5 separate regions of the Mus musculus genome follow, and all the other regions are linked to region 1. A link is a contact called in public HiChIP or PLAC-seq and promoter capture Hi-C data. All regions are on one chromosome and are shown on one strand. Each heading gives the region's core, a stretch centred on a gene start, on an enhancer-like site or on the middle of the called end of the contact. The rest is flanking DNA. Distances are from core to core; before and after follow the strand shown. Region 1 holds the start of Rimbp3 (RIMS binding protein 3). Region 2 has its middle 7.2 kb from the start of Igll1. Region 3 holds the start of Lrrc74b (leucine rich repeat containing 74B). Region 4 holds the start of Ccdc74a (coiled-coil domain containing 74A). Region 5 holds the start of Lztr1 (leucine-zipper-like transcriptional regulator, 1).

What was found. Promoter capture Hi-C pulls out the DNA fragments that hold promoters and counts their contacts. HiChIP or PLAC-seq counts read pairs in DNA pulled down with a chosen protein or histone mark.
Region 2: a promoter capture Hi-C map of pre-B cells shows a contact between it and region 1, with 6 times the contacts expected there. The contact joins the enhancer-like site here to the promoter of Rimbp3 in region 1. A contact is called at or near these places in 8 of 39 promoter capture datasets (the 3T3-L1 cell line, the HPC-7 cell line, hippocampal neurons and 3 more), 1 of 484 Hi-C or Micro-C datasets (embryonic stem cells), 2 of 115 datasets of contacts at active chromatin or transcription factors (embryonic stem cells and stem cell-derived neural progenitor cells) and 1 of 9 other capture datasets (liver).
Region 3: a promoter capture Hi-C map of embryonic stem cells shows a contact between it and region 1. The contact joins the promoter of Lrrc74b here to the promoter of Rimbp3 in region 1. A contact is called at or near these places in 10 of 39 promoter capture datasets (the 3T3-L1 cell line, 3T3-L1-derived adipocytes, cranial neural crest and 6 more), 2 of 484 Hi-C or Micro-C datasets (the N1E-115 cell line and embryonic stem cells), 3 of 115 datasets of contacts at active chromatin or transcription factors (bone marrow-derived macrophages, pancreatic cancer cells and pro-B cells) and 2 of 9 other capture datasets (adipose tissue and liver).
Region 4: an HNF4G HiChIP or PLAC-seq map of pancreatic cancer cells shows a contact between it and region 1. The contact joins the promoter of Ccdc74a here to the promoter of Rimbp3 in region 1. A contact is called at or near these places in 1 of 115 datasets of contacts at active chromatin or transcription factors (pancreatic cancer cells) and 2 of 9 other capture datasets (liver and pancreatic islet).
Region 5: a contact with region 1 is called in a promoter capture Hi-C map of pre-B cells, with 4 times the contacts expected there. The contact joins the promoter of Lztr1 here to the promoter of Rimbp3 in region 1. A contact is called at or near these places in 14 of 39 promoter capture datasets (the 3T3-L1 cell line, the HPC-7 cell line, cranial neural crest and 6 more), 1 of 15 datasets of contacts at CTCF or cohesin (pro-B cells), 1 of 484 Hi-C or Micro-C datasets (CD8 T cells), 11 of 115 datasets of contacts at active chromatin or transcription factors (the 230-238 cell line, the SCID.adh cell line, bone marrow-derived macrophages and 6 more) and 4 of 9 other capture datasets (adipose tissue, embryonic stem cells, liver and 1 more).

What each region holds. Positions count from the first base shown.
Region 1 is chr16:17,206,708-17,209,407 of GRCm38.p6, reverse strand. Rimbp3 (RIMS binding protein 3) reads right to left here and starts at 1,273. Exons shown (of 1, transcript NM_001033338.3): 1 at 1-1,273. The coding sequence starts at 694.
Region 2 is chr16:16,855,406-16,858,105 of GRCm38.p6, reverse strand. No RefSeq gene overlaps it. Among named protein-coding and RNA genes, the nearest start is that of Igll1, 7.2 kb to the left of the region's middle. Within about 2 kb of position 1,450, at least 29 of the 459 cell types and tissues checked have an H3K27ac peak or open chromatin away from gene starts, as enhancers often do. A contact at or near this core is called in the HPC-7 cell line and pre-B cells, where this site is marked.
Region 3 is chr16:17,559,832-17,562,531 of GRCm38.p6, reverse strand. Lrrc74b (leucine rich repeat containing 74B) reads left to right here and starts at 1,285. Exons shown (of 9, transcript NM_029053.3): 1 at 1,285-1,453; 2 at 2,653-2,700. The coding sequence starts at 1,321. P2rx6 (purinergic receptor P2X, ligand-gated ion channel, 6) reads right to left here and starts at 647. Exons shown (of 12, transcript NM_011028.2): 1 at 349-647. The coding sequence starts at 518.
Region 4 is chr16:17,645,163-17,647,862 of GRCm38.p6, reverse strand. Ccdc74a (coiled-coil domain containing 74A) reads right to left here and starts at 1,393. Exons shown (of 8, transcript NM_001166164.1): 1 at 1,080-1,393; 2 at 211-255. The coding sequence starts at 1,338.
Region 5 is chr16:17,507,359-17,510,058 of GRCm38.p6, reverse strand. Lztr1 (leucine-zipper-like transcriptional regulator, 1) reads right to left here and starts at 1,376. Exons shown (of 21, transcript NM_025808.4): 1 at 841-1,376; 2 at 371-433. The coding sequence starts at 1,031. It overlaps Aifm3 (apoptosis-inducing factor, mitochondrion-associated 3), which reads right to left. Exons shown (of 20, transcript NM_001291070.1): 20 at 2,577-2,700.

The DNA of each region.
Region 1 (2,700 bases), core at 24-2,523:
GCGGCTCTTCCAAGGAATGCGTGGCTTGGGGGTCCGCGGGTCCCGGTAAAGCCGGCTGCCAGCGGAAGTGCTCTAGGATGTATTTAAGGAATAGCTGGCGCTCCACGTCTAGCGCCGCCTGCAGGTGGCGGATGCGCGCGGCTTGTTCGCCGTCGGTCTCCCAGCGCAGCAGCGCCAGCACTTCCTGCAGGCGACAGCGGCATTGTGCCGCGGAGGCTTCGGATGCCCCTGAGCGGCTGCAGTAACCACGGTTCACTAGCTCCTGGGCCAGCTGACGCTGAAGCTCCCTTGCCTGGCGCAATACAACATCGCGCTCCTGGTGTAGCAACTGCTGCAGCTGCCGCATCTCTGCCTCCTTCCAGCGCAGCAGCTGCCGGATCTCGGCCTCACGCTCGCGCTGCACCTCCTCCTGCAGCTGCCGCAGCTCCCGGAGGCGTCGTGCCTCCCACTTGGAGCGCAGATGGTCAGCCAGCTGCTGCCGCTCCTGCTCAGCCGACTCCCGCAGCTGGCGCGTCTGGGTAGCGAAACGCCTCCGTTCCGACCGGCCGCGCGCGCGCTCGCCCTCCAGCTCTGCCCGTAGTTTTTCTAGCTCTCGTCTCTGCTCCTCCAGCACTGCGGCCGCTGGGCCGGGGCTGCTTGGCTTCTTGGGCGACGCGCGGCCACCACCCAAGGGGGTGGGTGAGTCCTTTGTCATTGTGGCCGCAGCCCGGCAAGAAGCCAGAGAGATAGTTTGGTATTGGTAGGCCAGTTAGCCAACGGCCTCCGCCCCCGGCCGCTGCCAACCGCCCCACGCGCCCCTTCCGGCGCCCCTAGGTGCCCTCCGCGCGCCTCTTCCGCCTTGGGGGCGATCTCCCTTATAACCTGTCGCCTCCCCACAGATTGAGTGCCTTTCGCTTCTTCCTAAACTCCTGAGACCCCTTTCAAACTAGCCTCTGAACTTCCCCGGATACCCCGGGCATATTTCGGAGCCCACACATATCTGCTTTAGGGCTTTTGTGACCTGTTCCACTTTCGCCCTGGCAGTGTGCAATCCTTTCCAGAATTAGATCCCCAGTAGGGTTCCTAGATGATCGCTGATCCTGGGCCTGAGTAAAAATGGATTCTGGTCAGATCTCACCTGGCTCTACTAGGGTTTCTGGTCGAGTTTTGAAATTAGGTAAACTTCTTACAAGATCTGCTTAAATTTGTGGTTGAGCTCTGAGCCCTAAGTGGCTATAACTCCTCTGTTCCTACGCAGGACCCAACATGCTAAGCCTTTTCTTTGTTCTTTTTCTTTTCTTTTTTCTTTTTGGTTTTGTTTTTTTGTTTTTTGTTTTTTTGTGTTTTTTTTTTGTTTTTGTTTTTGTTTTTGTTTTTTTTGAGACAGCGTTCCTCTGTGTAGCCCTAGCTGTCCTGGAACTCACTCTGTAGACCAGGCTGGCCTCAAACTCAGATATCCGCCTGACTCTGCCTCCCAAATGCTGGGATTAAAGGCCATCACTGCCCGGTGCCTTTTCTTATATCAACTGAAACTTTGTGTTGTTTGTTTGTTTGTTTGTTTGAGACGTGTGTGTGTGTGTGTGTGTGTGTGTGTGTGTGTGTGTGTGTAGAGCTGGCTGTTCTGGAATTCACTCTATAGAGCAGGCTGTCTCTGCTTCCCCAGTGCTTGGATTGCAGGAGTTGACCAACATGTCTTGCATCTGAGCCTTTTTGAATCAGCAGGTGGCAGTGACTGAGGATTGATTGCACCCACCTCAAACATGCTGGGCAAATTTTATACCACTGAGATTCATATCCTGTCTCTGTTTCTGTCTGTCTCTGTCTCTCTCTCTGTGAAGTAGTAGTAGTACTAGTAGTAGTAGAGACTGAGCCCAAGGTCTCATTTAGTAAGTAATAGGCAAGCACTTTACTATTCATTATATCTTCAGTCTTCAGCCCCTTTAAAAATGTAAGATGTTGGGGCTGGAGAGATGGCTCAGTGGTTAAGAGTACCAAATGCTCTTCCGAAGGTCCTGAGTTCAAATCCCAGCAACCATATGGTGGCTTACAACCATCTGTAACAAGATCTGATGCCCTCTTCTGGAGTGTCTGAAGACAGCTACAGTGTACTTACATGTAATAAATAAATAAATCTTTAAAAAAAAAAGTAAGATGTTAAGATGAGCAGTGGTGGTATATCCTTTTAATCCCACCATTCAGGAGGAGGAACCAAAGCCATGTTTTCTGCAAGATCAGCAAGCACCCATAACCCTTGAGCCATCTTTCCAGCTCCCCAAAACATTAAAAAAAAAATATATATATATATATAGTCTCACTCTGTAGCTCTGGATGGCTTAGAACTGATGTCTACTGGGCTATCCTAGAAGTCACAGAGACCTTGCCTGGAATAAAGGTATGCAGCACCATGCATGAATGTCTGTTTGAAGTTTCTGGTGGTGGTGGTAGTAGTGGCGATGGTGGAATTTTTTGTTTTGTGTTTGTCTTTGTTTTGGAGACAGGGTCTGGTCTTTCTATGTCCTGGCTGACTTGGAAGTTGCTATGTAGACCAGGCTGGGCTCAAACTCACAAAGATCAACTTGCCTCTGCCTCCCAAGTGGGATTAGAGGTATGTGCATGGCACTATACCCATCTCCTTTTTAAATTCATATTTGAGTTAGGATGTTGCTAATTTGTCCAGGCTGACCTTGCACTAGTGGTCTTCCTGCATCAGGCTACCAGACA
Region 2 (2,700 bases), core at 201-2,700, 350 kb after region 1:
TATGACCAAACACAACTTTTGAAGGACAGTTTCAGCTTACAGTTTGTAGTCTATTATCTAGGAAGTCAGAACAGCAGCTGGAGGCAGGAGCTAATGCAGAGGCCAAGGCTGCTTCTTGCTTCTCATGTCTTGCTCAGCATAATTTATATAACACCCAGGACCACCAGGAGTGGTATATCCACCTGGGCCATTCCATATCAATCATCAATCAAGAAAATGCAGTATAGACTTGCCCACAGGCCAATCTGGTGGGAGCATTTTTTTCTTAGTTGAGGTTCCCCATTCCAAATGACTCTAGCTTGTGTCAAATTGTCATTAACCTAGCAAGCACAATTGACCCTTTGTCAACTTCACTCACAAATAATTCAGCATAACCTTTGCTTTCTTGTTGTTCCTAAGGTTTCATATCAATATCAACATCACAATATACAATATTCTAATTTTAAGGGTCTCACAGTCCCTAAAAATTTCAATACTTTAAAAGTTCAGTCTCTTACAATATCCAGTCTCTCTGAAACTCCAAATATCTGTAAAATTCCAAAGCTTCTTAACTATGGGCTCCTGTAAAATACGAAATAGTTAAATATTTTCATATTCCAAGAGGGAAGGACCAGGCAGCATCACAATCAGATCAAGGCAAAATCAAAGTCAAACAGGGTAAAGGTTCATGTTGTAAAGCTCGATGTTGTAAAGCTCGACGTCAGGCCTTTGGGACTTCTTAGTTCCCAAGGGCTGGCCAAGCATATGCATCACCCATCAGAGGCTCAGGCCAGCTCTATACCACAGAGTTGCTGCTGTTCCTGGTGGTTATCCCATGATATTGTCATCTCTAACATTCTGCAGGCTCCTGTTGCAATCGAGTTGCACTTTCACCAACAGTCTCCTGGGCCATCTGCAGGGACTCTGGTCCTGCTATATGTTGTCAAGTGTCAACTTCTCTCTAAGACCCTTTCAGTTCGAATGCTCCTACTTCAACCTAGGCTACACGTTTACCAGCAAGCTCTTCATGGTGCCAAGACTCGGCAGCTCTCCATGACTCTTTATGCCTTCACAACCAGTATTACCTGGGAAACTTACACATTACTGTCGGCCTGAGTCTGCTCAGCTGCAGGGCACGGCTGCTTGGGGAGGAGGAACTTGGGGAGTTTGACTGAGATTACCCTGTGCTGCCTTCCGGGTGAGTTCACGAGCTGTAGGGAAGTGCTCCTGGGATAGGAAAGCACAGTCTGAGATGAGGGAAAGTCGGACCTGATTTAGGGGTCCTTGGGTCTGTGACATTGCCAGGGCCATGGGGTTCTTAGACTCTTGGACATCTAGGCGCCACTGGAAGTCACAGAAGAGCAGAGAACAGAGTCAGGGGCCACATGGCCTGGGGACAGCATCTAGCTGGGGCTGGGGAGGGGGTGGGGAGGAAGGAGAGCTCTGGCTTGTCTCATGGGGTGAGTGTCCTTTGCTTAACAGAGGCAGGTTTGGTGGCAGTTGTGGCTGGGAGTGCAGAGAGGCCTTCTACAGGATGTGGCTCTGTAGACAAAGACCTTCTCCAGGTTCCTCATGGTGAATCTTGATGAAAGAGACAGTCGATGATGGAAAATTGATGCATAAAACCACTTCTCAGGGTGGGCCTGAGATTAAATTCCTTTTGCAGGGAGGAATGTCTAGGAAGAGAAGCTTATGGGCTTAAGCCCTCCCGGCCTAGGTTCCTCATTAGCATGGAGAACTCTGTTTTGAGCCTATGTGACCATAGGCCACGTTTCTTTTATGTGAGAGAAGCATGGCATGTGTTCCAAGTCAGGAGTCTGGCAGGGAGCTGGGAGTCACCTAAGCCTCAGGTGTGTGCCCACGAGTCTCTTCCTCTTGACCTGCTTTACCTTAACAAACTTCCTGGCATGTGTTTTTTTTTTTTTTTTTTTTTTTTTTTTTTTTTTTTTTTTTGAGACAGGGTTTCTCTGTATAGCCCTGGCTGTCCTGGAACTTACTCTGTAGACCAGGCTGGCCTCGAACTCAGAAATCCGCCTGCCTCTGCCTCCCGAGTGCGCCACCACGCCCGGCTCCTGGCATGGTTTTAATCCCACACATTACCAGGTTTGTTTGCCAGCACGAGGTCCAGGCTTGGACCTGTTTGCACTATAGGTTTGTGTGCTGACCCCGAGGAAACACTTCCCAGAAGGTTCTGCTTCCTTAATGCTGGTTTCTTCTTAACCTTAGTTTATTTGCAGCCTTAACTGACCAGTCTTAATTTACCCAGTCAAGCAAGTTTTCACACTCTAAGACTTGGTGCCAATTTCTGTCCTAGTTATGGGTTCAATTGTGATAAAACATGACTAACATGAGCTTGAGGGAGGAGAGCTTATTTTAGCTTACAGCTTGTATTCCACCATCCAGGGAAAGTCAGTGTGGGAACTCAAGATAGGAACTAATGCAGAGGCTGTGGGGGAACATTGCTTACAGGCTTGTGCCTCTCTCTTACTCAACTTGCTTTCTTATACACCCTGGACCCATTGGTCCAGGGCAGGAGCGGGACCACCCACAATTGTCTGGGCTCTTCCATACCAATCAGCAATCAAGAAAGTGCACCACAGGCTTGCCCACAGGTGGGGGAATCTTCTTGGTTGAGGTTTACTTTTCTCAAATGACTTCAGCTTGACATAAAGTTGACATAAAACTATCCAGCACAGATTCAGTCAGAGAAAAGATGTGTAT
Region 3 (2,700 bases), core at 36-2,535, 350 kb before region 1:
AAACCCAGCTCCCTTCTCAAAGACTTTTCGGACATCCAGCTGGTGGTCTCTCTGAGAGGCTTAGTGCTGTGTTGCTCAGAGAATTACTGCCTCCTGCTGCATCAGGGTACCTTAGGGCAGGAGAACTGCAGACGCTAACAGAGACCGAGAAGACGCTGGAGACAAAGCCCCTTACGTGGGCGAATGGATCTTCCACTGTTCTCTGAATGGACTAAAATCCCTTCTGACTACCTCTCACCCCCATTCCCACTTTCCCACCAGCTGGGGTTCTAAAAAGCCAACTTTTATCCCTCGGCAAGCAAGACCCCCCACAGCAGACTCTGCAGTCTGGCCAGGAGCGGTTCTTACCCTATCACGTAGACTACCACTGCCAGCTGCAGCAGCCTCTGGGAGACGCCCACCCGACAGTTCCTGGTTAGCACATATTTCTCCGTCTTGTAATCCAGAAACCCCCAGCTCACGAGTGCTGCTGCGGCTGCAGAAGCCATGTTCCCAGTTCCTGCTGGCTGCAACTGCATGAGTCAGCAGGCAACTTTAGCCGCAGCTGAACTGGAGGCCAAGAAGCCATGCATGGGATTCAGGCCAGTGTTGTTAAAGGGACATCTCAAATTCAGTAGGAGCTGGCTCCTGCCTCATTCCCAAACCCCAGCTGGTGTAGCCCCGCCCCCTTTTGTCCAGAGTCCCTGGGTTGGACCCTATGCATAGAGAGAGGAATAGACCTGTCCCTACCCACTCACTTTGTTTTCTTATATGGTGGGCAGTCAACACGGGGTAACAGAAGCCCAGAGAAGGGGCTCTGAACTCAAACTTGCACATTCCAAAGAGTATAAATTGGGTTTGAGATACCCCTGCTGGCGCAGCAGCATAGCAACCTCTAGATCTTGAGAGAAAGCTGAGACCCTTAGGCAGTGACCGCATAGCTGTGGCCCCAGAGAAAAACTATTGCTAGGCTACAGATCTTCTGTAGAGCCGCTGTCTACTCCAAGCGCCGTAACTAAAACACTAGTTCTGGGGTCAGACTGGAAATGTTTGTGAAAAGAACATGAAGGAGTGACTACCCCCGTGCATGGCAGCGGTAGTCAGCCCTGGGAAAGAGCGTGCCAAGGTTGTGTTTTCTTTTGCAAACAAGACCCGGTTCCCAGGACGACGGCGGGGTGGGAGGGCGGGCACCGTTACTGGCCCCAGAGACCACCTGTTGTCCGTAGATCAGATTCGATTGGTCAAGGAGGCCAGAGGGACCGCCCACATCCCTGGGAAGAGTTCCAGGCGGTGAGCTGTGTGGTTAGAGTCTGCGTCCCGGACTGGGTAGTGAGAGTAAACATGAAGGGTCCCTGCGAAGTTCAGAAGAATGAAGATCAAGAGGGAGAAGCTGCGGCCACTGGGCCTCAGGCAGAGACCCTGGAGGCCGAAAGGTCCTGGACTGCAGATTCACACTCTGCTCTGGAAGCAGAAGGTGCCTCATCCTCCGCGTGGGGTCCTAGTTGGAATCCTCACTTGAGGATATTCCCGCAAAAGTGGTGGGAGGGCAGCTAGAACCGACCGGCACCCTCTGTGGGGGCACATTTCCCAGTATCAGCAGCTGATACCCCTCAAGTCCTTGCCCTCCTGGAGGAATGAGGAGGCCTAACATTTAGAACTGTCTTCTGGAAAACCTGCAAATGAAATACCCTGACAAGCAGTTGTGTCCCAAAGAGTTCGGGGCTGGGCGTTCCAACCTATAGGAAAAACCTAGCTAATGGATATATTGGATTTAAGATTGTTTCCAGCCCTCTGCTCCCAGGGTGTTTATATAGACCTTATGACCCGTGGACTGAGAATGTAGCTCAGTGTAGTGCTTGCCTAGCATGGTTGAAGCATTGAGCTCAAGGCTGAACTTAACCAGCAAGCTGGAGGCCAGCTTTGGTGGTGGTGGTGGAGGTGGTGTGTGTCAGTGTGTCTGTGTATGTGTGTCTCTCTGTGTGTGTCTGTGTCTCTGTGTGTGTGTGTCTGTGTGTCTGTGTGTGTGTCTTTCTGTATGTGTGTCTGTGTCTCTGTGTGTGTGTGTCTGTGTATGTCTGTCTGCCTGTCTGTGTCTGTGTGTGTGTGTCTGTGTCTGTGTGTCTGTGTGTCTGTGTATGTGTGTCTGTCTGTGTGTGTGTCTGTCTCTGTGTGTGTGTGTCTGTGTGTGTGTCTTTGTGTGTGTGTCTGTATGTGTGTCTCTGTGTGTGTGTCTCTGTGTGTGTCTCTGTGTGTGTGTCTGTGTGTATCTGTGTGTCTGTGTGTATGTGTGTCTCTGTGTGTGTGTGTCTCTGTGTGTGTGTCTGTGTGTCTGTGTATGTGTGTCTCTGTGTATGTGTGTGTGTGTGTGTCTCTGTGTGTGTCTCTCTGTGTGTGTCTCTGTGTGTGTGTGTGTGTGTGTATGTTTGGGAAGGTGATCTGTGATACCTGGACGCAGTGGGGCAAGGACAGCAAACATGTCAGCATTAGGCAAATGCTCCCTTTGGTTCACTAGTTTGGTGGCTTTGAGAAAAGACTTAATTAATTTTTAGTGTGGAGGTCCTCATCTAGAATATGGGCACAGTAGCCACCAGAACAAGAAGAAATGGCAGGGGCAGGAAAGGGTCCAGGCTATGCCAGTGATTCGTTCCTTCTTCATCTCCCATCTACTGCTAGGCACCCATGGGCTTGGAGAACGGGTCATGGCTACCCTCTATCTGAAGT
Region 4 (2,700 bases), core at 144-2,643, 440 kb before region 1:
GCTGTGCTCAGCAGAGGGAGGGAGGGTATGCAGCCACCTCATTGTCCCTACTGCACACACGTCATGCCTTTGGTGTTGAGAGCAAACAAGCAAGCTGTGGCTGGGGAAAGGGCCACCTGTCCAAGTGCCCAGAACTGGTCTCCTCTGGGTTAGCATGCAGGGCTCCCTGCTGCCAGATAGGCTTGAGTGATAACTCCCTGCAAGTCCTACCTTTTTTCTGAGGCTTCTCATTCATGATTAGCTTGTAGTGGAGATCTGAAAGCAAACAAATACTCCTTATCACACTTAAAATCTACAGCCACTGGGAGCACAAATGTGGCCTGCTCTTTGGGTCCCACCAGCTTTTTCCACCAACCCTTTACCTCAGGCATCTCAGACCAGAAATGCCTCTAGCTGATCCCTGTCATCCCCAACACCTGCAAGGTGCCCATCCACTAGGCCAGGCAGGGGCAGGGCTGCAGGGCTGCTGAAGTGAGACAGGATGGCTGGCTAGCCTTCCAGGAGCCCCTGGCAATGGTAAGGTAAGTGGGGTGTGGCATGGGGCTGGTCAGTCAGACATGGGGTGAGTCTCAAGCAGAGCCCTAATGTAATAAGATGCCCAGGTAAAGACAACACCAGAAAGAGGGAGAAACCCGAGGCACAGGGCATGGAGTGGGGGGAAGCAGAGGAACCCTAGCTGAGCTGTAGACAGTGAAAAGCAGTTATGTCACAGGGTGGCCTGAAGTTCTGAGTAGGCCAAGCCTTGGGGGTGGGGGTCGGGGGTGGGGTGGAGCAGCATCCTGGCAATCCCTGCCCAAAATCTGGATGTGCTTAGTTGGTGACCCATTTACTGGAATTTGCTGTGTGCTGTTTAACTTCGGCAACAGTTTTAAATAATGAGCCGGACTACACCCTGCCCTGCACAGAGTGCACAGGAGGGTCAGCGTTCATTTGGGCTGGTGGGCACAGGAGGACTGAGCCTATCGGCAGGCCCTACCGAAGAGAAGCCTCCCGCATCCTTCCCCGCACCCGGAGACTGTTAAGAGTTGATGGCCGTGACCTTCAGGTTGTAAATGCTGGGCCAGCACCCAGAGGCTCACCCTTATTCTCCCGCTTCAGGTGCTCGATCTCCTCGTGGAGTTTGACTAGCGTCTCCGAGTGCTGCTGCTGTAGGAACTGCAGGCTCTTTTCCAGGTCCAGGATCCGCTTCTGTGCTTCGCTGAACCCGAGCGGAGGCGGCTGCGTCCCCGCGTGCTGCAGGCCGGCGGGAGGGCGCGGGCGTAGGCGGGCCGCGCCCCGGGAGCCTGGGGCCGCGGAGCTGAGGGGCCGAGCCCCGGCCGCCAGCCCGGCCCCGCTCATGAAGGCGTCGCCGCCGCTCAGTACTGGCTGCTGGAGCCTGGCACTCGGTCGCCTTGGGAACCGGCGCGCCGGAGAGGGCGGGGCGCGCCGCGGGGCGGGGCCTGCGGCCGCGTTCCGCAAAAACCAAGGCGCCAGACTCTTGAACTGGTCCGGAACAGTAGTTCTTATGAGTGCTGTGTGCGGTGCGTGTGCCTGTGGAGACCAGCACTCGACGTCCGGTCTCATTCCCCACCTCATAGATTTTGAGAAGAGGTCTGTCTCGTCTTGTGACTAGCTGGGCTGGCCCGTGAACCCCAGGATCTTCCCATTTCCCCGGCTTCCAGCGCTTAAGATCCCGGGTGTGCGCCTTCCCTCCCCACTTCTCATGTGGGTGCTAGGGACCCGAATTTAGACCCGAATTTCTCCTGCTTGGGCAGAAACCACTATACCTTCTGAGCCATCACCCTAGCCCCGCTTGTACTTTTGAACCAGGGTCTCACTCTGTAGTGCAAACTAGCTTGGAATTCATTGTGTAAAACCGGGATTATAGATGTATGCCAAAGCACTGGCTTTTTTGTTTTTGTTTTTCGAGACAGGGTTTCTCTGTATAGCCCTGGCTGTCCTGGAACTCACTTTGTAGACCAGGTTGGCCTCGAACTCAGAAATCCGCCTGCCTCTGCCTCCCCAGTGCTGGGATTAAAGGCGTGCGCCACCACCGCCCGTCGCACTGGCTTTTAAAGTGGGTCTTAGTCTTTCATTTTAATAGCTCACATTTTTGGATACATAGTAATAGTTTCACAAATCTTCCAACACTCACTGAATCTTTGTGTATAAATAGAGCTGTCTGAACCAACACAAGAGAACCGGCCAGCCCACTTCTTTAATTCCAGCAAATGGGAGACAGAGGCAGGTGGATCTTCCAGAGTTCCGAAGTCTGCCATAGTGAGTTCCCGGAACAGTCAGAGCTACACAGTGAGAACCTGTCTTCAAGAAAACAAAAGTCCAGTGCTTGCCTTTACCTAGAGAACCCAGCCAGCAGGATCAAAAACAAGAAAGTCCTGGCTTTCTAGACTTTAGTTTTTTTTTTTTTTTCATTTATGCGTACCCGTATGAGTATATTCTGTGGGTGTGCATGTGTGAGCATTGAGCCCCGGAGCTGGAATTACAGGCAGCCTTGGGTGTCTGCTGGAAACCAAACTCAGGTTTTCTGGAAGAGCAGGAAGCTCTCTTTCTTAACTGCTGGCTCATCTCTTATCCACGTGAAAACTAGGCCACTTACTTTTTATGACATGGTAGATTTGTTTGTTTGAGACATAGTTTAGCTACATAGGCCAGGCTGACTTCAAACTCAGAGATCTGCCTCTGCCTCCTTTCTGAATCCTA
Region 5 (2,700 bases), core at 127-2,626, 300 kb before region 1:
GCTGTTGTCTGATCTCCACATTTGCGCCCCTCCCCCCATAAGAGATGTTACAAAACAAAAATTTGGGCAAAGCCTAGAGAGAAGTGTAGGGAAAGAAGAAAAGTGCCAGTAGGGCTAGCATGTTTCTTCCAAAGCTGTCTCCTCTTTCAACACAAGGATATCTCCATGAACCTAGCACAGGCTGCCGTTTGAATGCTGGATAAAAGGGCTTTAGGGGTAGGGTCTTCCTCACCGTAACATGGGAATCAAGGGCAAAGCACCACACAGATGGCGAAACAGAGGCTCACAAGGCATAGCTAATGACTCCCATCCTCTGTCTCTCTCTGTCATCATCCCCTGCCACCACTTCCATCAAAACAGGCAAACTCACCCGTTGTCTCCACCAAACACATAGATGGCATCCTTATATGCCACGACTGTGTGCTTGCTGCGCCTAGAAAGAAAGAAGGGGTGAAGGGTGGTGAGACCGGAACTCTCCCAGCTGGCACCCAAGAAATGGGACTACACACATGGTTGCTACCACATAAGTTTGGACAAAGCCTCTCAACTGCTAAGATCTATAGAGATCCTTCAGTTCTTCAGACAGCAAGGACATACATCGGGGACGCTTCAGACTTCCCACTCATACCTCACAGCTCAGGGACCCAAACAGGATCCTCAGAAACACAAGTCTGGTACCCTGCCTAGAATCACTACGGTGCTGTTCCCTGGGAACTCAGCTTTGGGAACGACCAATCTATACTCCAAGACATCACACGGGATTTCGTCCCTACAGCCCGTCCTAAGACCAGCTCTCGTCCCTACTACCAGTGCCTTCAGGATCCCTGTACACTGTCGTACCGGGCGCCCACGAATTCGTCACAGGGCGGGAGGCGCCGCCAGCGATGCACTGTTTCGAAGGGTCCAAAGTTGAGCGTCAGGTACTCGACACTGTCTGAGCAGCTGTGGTCAAAGTCCACGCTCGGAGCCACCTTGGAGCGTACCCCTCCTGTCAAGGCCCCGGACCCAATGGGGCCTCCGGAGCCAGCCATCCCTTGTTCAGGCTGGATAGGCCGCCAGGTTGCAGGACTCACGGCCACCGCCCGGGCAGAGCCAAAGGACTACACTTCCCAGAGAGCCCTGCGCCGCTGGTGTAGCACTTCCGGCCGGTTTGTCGGGCCTCCCGACAAACCTCGCGCTTCCCGCGACGCGGCTCGCTATCGAGGAACCTGGCAGCCCGGCTCCTCGCATTATCGTATATCGAGCACATCACATTCTGGAAAGTATTTCTGGCCAAGTCTCGATTTGGGTTTCCTCTTTCAGGATACGCACTCAGACCATAGTAAACCACTGACATTCTCAAGGCAGCGGCGAGCTACACGCTCCCGGCATGCCTTGTAGTCGGGCTTTGCTGTCTCCCGGAAGATCCCCCCGCCCTCCTCCAGGATGAGGTTTCGGACTTGCAAGCGAGCTGCTCAATTGTCCACCTTCTGTTTGTGCTCCCCAAACCTGATCTTCACTGCTCCCCCTCTGCTCTCTCTTGGCATTCTTGTCTGGGACTCTCGATGGCGGGGCACCTCTGGGTTCTCAGTTGAGAGCAGTATCTTCATTTATTTCTCTCCTCTCTCTTCCTCCCCCTCCTTCTCTCTCTTTTTTTAAAAGATTTATTTATTATTATATCTAAGTACACTGTAGCTGTCTTCAGATGCACCAGAAGAGGGCGTCAGATCTCATTACGGATGGTTGTGAGCCACCATGTGGTTACTGGGATTTGAACTCATGACCTTCAGAAGAGCAGCTGGTGCTCTTAACCACTGAGCCATGTCTCCAGCCCCTTTCTCTGTTTTGCTGTGGGTTTTGAACCTAGGATTTGATCAGCATGCACTCTGCCACTAGGCTACACCACAATTTGTGTGTGTGTGTGTGTGTTTTATTTGTAGTCTGCTGCCAGCTGAATCACCCGTGAAATGATTCAGGAAGTTCAGGCAAAAGGGACACATGTAGTGAAATGGATATAATGTCAGTTGGTCTAGTTTCATATTTTTTTGGTAAGAGCTTATAAATGTAAAATAGTAAAAGTCAAGAGCAGCTTCACAATGGCTATCCTAACTGTACAAAAACAAAACCTAGAGATATACAGAATGCAACTGGATAGGTTTTTGAGTGACTACTGCAATCTAGCAGAGTGTATTTGTGAGTTAATAACAATGAGGTGATTTTCATTTTGTTTTATTTCAGACAGGGTTTCTCTGTGTAGCTCTGGCTGTCCTGGAACTCACTCTGTAGATTAGGTTGGTCTTGAATTCAGAGATCTGCCTGCCTCTGCCTCCCGGGCACTGGGATTAAAGGTGTGCGCCACCACCTCCTGGTCTGAGCTCAGGTTTCTGTGGCAGCATGGAGTCTGCAGGACCCAGCTCCCACCTCTCTTAAGTGGACAAATACAAAAGCTGTCTCTGGCTTGTGAAGCTTTTTTAAAAAAAAAAAACAAAAGACTGAGACTTCTAACCCTCCTGCCTCTGTCCTGAGTGCCACTATTACAGATGTGTCACATCATGCCTGGCTCTAAGTGTCGGCCCAATTACACTAGGACACAGTTCTGCTGAGACATGCGTTTTAATTTTAAGGTAATGTTGAAGGGGCTTGCTGGGAAAATCGTCCTAGTAGAGGAAACCAAGGCAGAGCCTGTCCTGCCTCTACACCCAGCTGTCAGTGACAGCTGAG